2 separate regions of the Sus scrofa genome follow, and region 1 is linked to region 2. The links are chromatin contacts, called in public HiChIP or PLAC-seq maps. All regions are on one chromosome and are shown on one strand. Each heading gives the region's core, a stretch centred on a gene start, on an enhancer-like site or on the middle of the called end of the contact. The rest is flanking DNA. Distances are from core to core; before and after follow the strand shown. Region 1 holds the start of C18H7orf25 (UPF0415 protein C7orf25 homolog). Region 2 holds the start of LOC100516527 (cytochrome c oxidase assembly factor 1 homolog).

The links. HiChIP or PLAC-seq counts read pairs in DNA pulled down with a chosen protein or histone mark.
Region 1: an H3K27ac HiChIP or PLAC-seq map of alveolar macrophages shows a contact between it and region 2. The contact joins the promoter of C18H7orf25 here to the promoter of LOC100516527 in region 2. A contact is called at or near these places in 2 of 5 promoter capture datasets (fetal liver and liver), 1 of 47 Hi-C or Micro-C datasets (liver) and 1 of 2 datasets of contacts at active chromatin or transcription factors (alveolar macrophages).

What each region holds. Positions count from the first base shown.
Region 1 is chr18:51,922,898-51,926,118 of Sscrofa11.1, reverse strand. It overlaps C18H7orf25 (UPF0415 protein C7orf25 homolog), which reads right to left and starts at 1,834. Exons shown (of 2, transcript XM_005673353.3): 1 at 1,575-1,834; 2 at 1-719. The coding sequence starts at 698.
Region 2 is chr18:51,219,214-51,222,358 of Sscrofa11.1, reverse strand. LOC100516527 (cytochrome c oxidase assembly factor 1 homolog) reads right to left here and starts at 1,600. Exons shown (of 6, transcript XM_021079234.1): 1 at 1,380-1,600.

The sequences.
Region 1 (3,221 bases), core at 585-3,084, 700 kb before region 2:
CGAGCCAGGATGTTTTCTCGGTCTACTCTGGTCACCTGCAGAAGTTCAGGGCCCTCGTCATCCGATTCCCTCTCACTCAGCTGGAGCTCTTCAGGGTGATCTAACAGGGAGTTCACCGCCACTATGTCTCCTCTTACAGATATGCCCATTTCTCTCAGCTTCTCTGCCATGGGGCTGGAGACGCTGTTGTAAAACGCAAAGATGATGTGAGGGTTGCTGTACTGCACTGGCTGCTGGTGACTGGCCTGCAGGAAGTCTTCAGCCTGCTCAATGATGCTCTTGTCCCCATACTGACCCCTGCCCAGCCAAATGTTATGCAGCGCTTCGGCCTTTCGGCCAATGGCTTTCACCCAAGTGTGACCGCCATTTGCAACCACATCTACCACGAGGGTCTGCTTTTCTCCCAAGGCGTCTGTGTAACCGAAGACATGAAGGACACTGACCACCTCTTCCAGGTTTTCTGCCGATTCCACGATGGCTCTCAGATGGGTTAGGTTAGTGCTCTGTAAGTGGGACTCTTTAATAGCTACCTTCCCAGCTTCTACTTTCTGTAAGAATTTTAACTCTGCCTTCAATTTGCTGCACAGCTTTGCACCACCTTCTATGCCACCTTTTCGTGATCTAGAAAGTGATTCTGCTCTCTTGATCAGCTCCTTGGCTATAGCGATTCGTTCACAGAGCATGGAATGTGCAGACATGCTGACAGCATTATTCCTTTCCTATGAGAAGAAAAGAAACAAATCAATGGCAATCAAGGCTTCACGCAGGATTCTGAGACTTCAATCTAACAGAGACGATGGAGGCCAGGGCGTCTGCATGTGTGATTCCAGAGCGACTCCCTCCCAAATTGCTAAGGAAAGATAACAGCTGTGCCCGTGAACTCCTCCTTACCTATGCTGGATCCACACGCTTTAGGCCCTCATTTCTTCAGCCTGAAGGTCACGGCGTCCTCAACATGCCCGGGTTAGGATAAAACGCAGGGGGTTGGCAACCTGCTGCGTTAGGGAATTCCCTCATCAGCAGGCCTTACCGTTTGGTTGTAGAGAAGGTCAAGATAAAAAGACTGAAATAAAATTATCCACACAGACTAGCTGGTTAACGAACTGTCCAGAACAAGAGTCTCTCCATTGGCCACGCTAAGCCTTTCATGAATGGGGCTCCTTCAACCAGCTGCCTCGGGATTTCCCAGGGGCACACGGTACGCACGCCAAGGAATCAAGAGTGCCCGGTCCCTGAATGTGACATCAACCCAGCGGATGTTTAAAGGTTTTAGGAGCCCACCAACTTGGCTCCTGGTCCCACTTGAAGGGAAAAAGCCTGGAAGATAAACTCCACGGGTGCAGCCCGTGGCGGCCCGGGCGGACGGGCCTGGGCCTTCGGGAGGGCATCCAGCCTTCCAGCTTCACCTGCACCGCTGGCCCCGCAGGTCCGGCTCGGGCTCCAACAGCCCCCGCGGCCGGCGCCAGGGCCCCGCGTCCACCGCCCTCCCCGCCAGGCCGGCCGGGCCCAGCCCCGCCTCGGCCGCGGAAGGGGCGCGCCCCTCCCATCCCCTCGCCCCTTCCCCAGCTCCTCACCGGCAGCGCCCAGGACCGCGAGCGCGAGCAGGCAGGCACGTGCGGGCGAGGCTCGGACCCGCCAGGAAACCTCGCCCAGCAGCCCCCACCCCACTCAGGCCTCCGCGGCTGCTCCGCCTGCGCAAGCCCCGCCACCTCGGGCGCCTAGCGCGTCACGTGGCCCCGCGCCGGGTGACGCCGGGCCCGCGATTCCCAGACGGCAGCGCGGCCTCCTGAGCAGGGCTGACGCCAGAGCGGCGGCCATGTTTGCTGAGGGCAGCGACGTCGCCCACGCCCGCCGCGGGGCGGGCCTGGGGACGTGGGGCCGCCTCGCCCCGGGAAAGAGGCGGGGGCGGAGCTCTGGGGCCACGCCTCTCCCCGGCTGCGGCGCCGGCTGCTCGGTCCCCCGGGTGCCAGCAGTCTCGCTGGTCAAGGTTAGCCTTCTCTCCGGCGGGGGGCGGTGGTTTTTGATGAAGCAAACGTCCTGGCGGCGCCTAACTCCCCCAATCAGGCCGAGTGCACCATTTTGCTGTCAAGTTCAAAGGCCTACAAGCGCTCGACAATGGTTGTTGTCTTAGAAAAAAAATGTGGCTTATTTTAACAGAAGAGAAAACAGGCTGGAGAGGCTTGTCAAAGGTTACACAGCTGGCAGGTGCTGGAGCTGGGATTTCTAACTCGGAGCCAAAGCACTTTACACCTGCACCATCCTGAGCTCTCCATAGAAAGTGTGCTATTAGGGATGTGCTGCGTTTCTTAAAAGGACAAATGACCGGTGGCTTCTGAAGGGCTGGAGAATTGCTATTAGCTTAGTAATGTCCAGAGGCTGATTTTAAAGATTAAAGAGCACTTTAAGTTAATCCTTTCCTAAACCCAACTGAAATGACAGTAAAGCAATGAAGAAGGAATAAACTCCAAAGACTAAAAAAAATTGTCAACACATTTCTGGAAGACAAAGAACAATGACAACACTTCCTCAGGGCTTACTATGTGGCAGATATTGTTCTAAGTGTTTGTTCACATATTAATTTAGCCTAAAAGATATATTTTAGCATTAAGTCTGCCAGAGAGAGGTTATTTGAACCCAGGAAGCCTCTTTGCGGATGGGGTAGGTAGTTAGCTGAGAGAAAACTGCCTCAAGTGGTTCACAAGGCAGAACCCAGAAAGGCTCTGGAACTACCGAGGAAGGCAAGGAGGGGAGCAGTGAGGCAGGACTGAACCTGGGCCGTGCTTACTGCTTACAAGTTTTTAAAGCAAGTCCTGTGAAGCTGGGACGGTTACCCATTGTTCCCCAGGCAGAAGCCTAGAGTTTGCGATGGGTTCCAGACACACCATGAAAAGAAAATTTCATACTGCATCGCAAAACGCTGTCCGCCCCTTCCCTGCGCCTTCCAGAATGCTGGCGCTCCTGTCCCACCGCCCTTACGACCCCCTTCCCCCAACCCTGATTTTCCTCTGGAGAAACAGAGCAAATGAAAGACCACAGAGAAATGGTTTAGAGGTGCCCACATCGAGCGTCTCTCCTCCACCGCTTTGTGAGTAGGTTTGGGACTCACAAACACAGCACTTCCAAACATTTTTTAGTTTGGAATCTGAAGAAAACAGAAAGCAGAAAAAAATGTTTGTTTGCTTTTTAAAAAAATATCCTTAACTAGCATTCTCAGAGAAAAG
Region 2 (3,145 bases), core at 351-2,850:
CAAAGTATATTGTAAAGTTCTAGGTATGTGACCTATATCTCAATCTGGTTTGTTTTTTTGTTTTTCCCCAAAAAGACTGTAGCTTGGGGAGTTCTCATTGTGGCACAGCAGAAATGAATCCGACTAGTATCCATGAGGATGCAGGTTGGATCCTTGGCCTCGATCAGTGGGTCGGGATCTGGCATTGCCAGGAGCTGTGGTACAAGTCACAGATGCAGCTCAGATATGGTGTTGCTGTGGCTATGGCGTAGTCTGGCAGCTGTAGCTTGGATTCAACCCCTAGTCTGGGAACTTTCATATGCCACACTTTCGGCCCTAAAAAGCAAAAAAAGAAAAAGCAAAAAAAAAAAAAAAAAGACTGGATTGGGGTGTGCTTTTGTTTTTTTTTCCCATTATATCCTCAGCTCCTAAAACAGTGCCTGGCAATATCAGGGTTCAATAAATTCTGACTGAATAGAAAAATAAATTTCCAAATGTGGGTAAATCATTATAAAACTGTCATATCCAAAGAGACGAAATGACTGCAGGTTGGCATGCGGCGGGGGTGGTATACAGGGTGTTTGTGTGTTTGGTGAAAGGAGATAAGACCGAAAAATTCATCAGAAGCAAGGCCCTGCAGGGTCTTGAAGCCAGCCTAAGGAATTTCTATTATCCTCAATCAATGGGGAGGCCAGTAAGACTTTAAGCAGAGGATGAACACAGATCTGTGTTTTAAATGTATAAAGTCTAAGTAAAGAGTTGCTATTTTTAATAAAAGGGAAGCGGAGCAGTACTCAGGTGAGAATGAGGAGGAATTAGGGGAAGACGGAAAAAAAAAAAAAAGGAAATTTCAAAATATAAGAATCTTTGTGAATTTTAAAATTCCTCTCTCTCACACACACATACATACACACACACCTGAAACTCACTTACACTGAAACTCACTTCTATGGTCAGCCCCCGTGTGGGGCTCAAACGTGACGGGGCCAAAAGGTATTATGACCACTGAGCCAAACAGCTCTTTTCTACAGCCATCTAGGCAGGGTCCTCCTCTGGCTGCTGCAAACTGGGGCCACGGACAAAGGGCCCAGGTCCACTTCTTTACAAATGTGCTCCCGGGAACGCTCAACGAAACCCCAGGGCAAGACCACGGTGAGACACACAGGAGGGGGCACCTTACAGCGTCGCGAGGAGCTGAGCCCACCAGGGCCCCGCAGGTGCCAACCTTGCAACGGAGGGAGGTCGAGGCCGGTGACAACCCGGAGGTGACCCCGGAGGGGACTCCCCTGGCCACAGCCCACCCGGGACGCGGTCGCGGCCCCCGGCGCTGCAGGAACACCCACTCCTGGGGCGGCCGAGACCCGACTCCCTCCGCGGGCAGTGCCAGCCTCCCGGCTTACCACGCCGCCGCGGAGAGCGGGAGGGCTCCTCCCGGACGTCCGGTGGGAGCCGCGGGGCGGGGGGAGCGCGGAGGCCGGCGGGCGGCCCCGCCCCGCGGAGAGCAGTCGAGACTTCCGGCGTCGCCTCCCCGTGGGCTAGAGCGTCGGGACGAGCCCGCCGCTGGCGGACCCCGGACCCGGGCGAGCGAGGTGCAGGTTGGTGCCTGGCGTCTCTGCAGGTGGACCCGCGCCGGGAGGGGACTTGTCTCCTCAGATCCCCGCTTTTTGTTTTCTGCGCGCCATGAGCCCTCAACACACATTCAGTCCCGCAGTGGCTGCCGAGGAAATTTAAACCTCTGGTTCACGTTGCTCCTCGCAGGGATCGGCGCTTGGGTTCACATCCAAGGATGCAGAACCACGGGCCATCTGAGCCCCATTCTAGCCCTCAAGTCCATCTTGCCCCATTTGGCGGAGAAATTTGGCAAAAAAATTTTTTTTAATTCACCAAATATTTATGAACTGCTTACTGTGCTCCAGGGAATGCAGTGCTAAGAAAAAAATGTAGTGGTCTTTGCTCTCGGATTTTAGTAGTACGATAATAATAATTTACTTAATAGATTTCTCATAAGGATGGATATATAGTTTTTGTTTTTTGCTTTTTAGGCCCACACACATGGACATCCCCAGGCTAGGGGTGGAACTGGAGCTGCAGCTGCCGGTCTACACCACAGCCACAGCAAGGCCGGATCCAAGCCTCCTCTGTGGCCGACACCACAGCTCAAGGCAATGCCAGATCCATAACCCACTAAGCCAGGCCAAGGATGGAACCCACATCCTCATGGATACTAGTCGGGTTCATTACCACTGAGCCCCAACGGGAACTCCTCTTATCACAATATAAACCACTCAGAATAGTCTGGCATTTTGTTAAAGTGTTCAATAAAGGCCAGTTACCTTATTTTCATCTTGACCATTCCATTGTCCTCACTGCTATGCATGATTACTTTTTTAACGTTAAGCGTGAAGTCCCAGTGTTACCCGCCTGAGTCCCTAGACTCTAATCAACAGAAATTGCTAAGAGGCCAAAAATTCCAAGCAAGACTATAAGGAAAATAAGAAACAGGTGCCCTTGCTCGCTGTTTGAGTCCTTAAATGAGTTAACAAGAGAGGCCCCGTCCATGAATTGAGCAGGAGGCATAGCTGAAATGGTCTGCCCACTTCTTTGGTGGTACTTTGTGCAGGGATCATGTGCAGTCCACTGCTTTTGGTCCTGGCACCCCTGAACCAGTAGTTGGGCTTTGGCCTCTTTATATCTTTTGGTTCATAATTGCCCCCAACTGCCACATGCATGCAATTATTTTTAGTCCCTTATAGTTTTCTTCCTGGTCTTGGAAGAGTTATTTGTTCAGGTGCAAGCACTCTGGTAAAGGGTCCCAGGTTCCAGTCTACCACCCAAGTACCTTTCCTCCACAAAGCAGTGAGTCTCAGGTGAGTCACCTAGATTTGATGTGTTCCATAACCAGACTAATTAAGGGCAGTCTAAAGCAATGGTCTTCAAACTCTTGATCACATTCCCATCAGAAAAGAAAATTTGACTATAAACATATACTATGTATGATATAGATACATATTATGCATGCTATAAAAACTTCCGCAAGAAATAGAACCTTTAAAAGGTGAGATAAAAAATACTAATTTATGCATTTTCTTCCCATGCAACAAATAGGTTGCCATACATACATTCCATCACTTTGGAATCCACTGGTTAAATGAGCACATTATCAAAG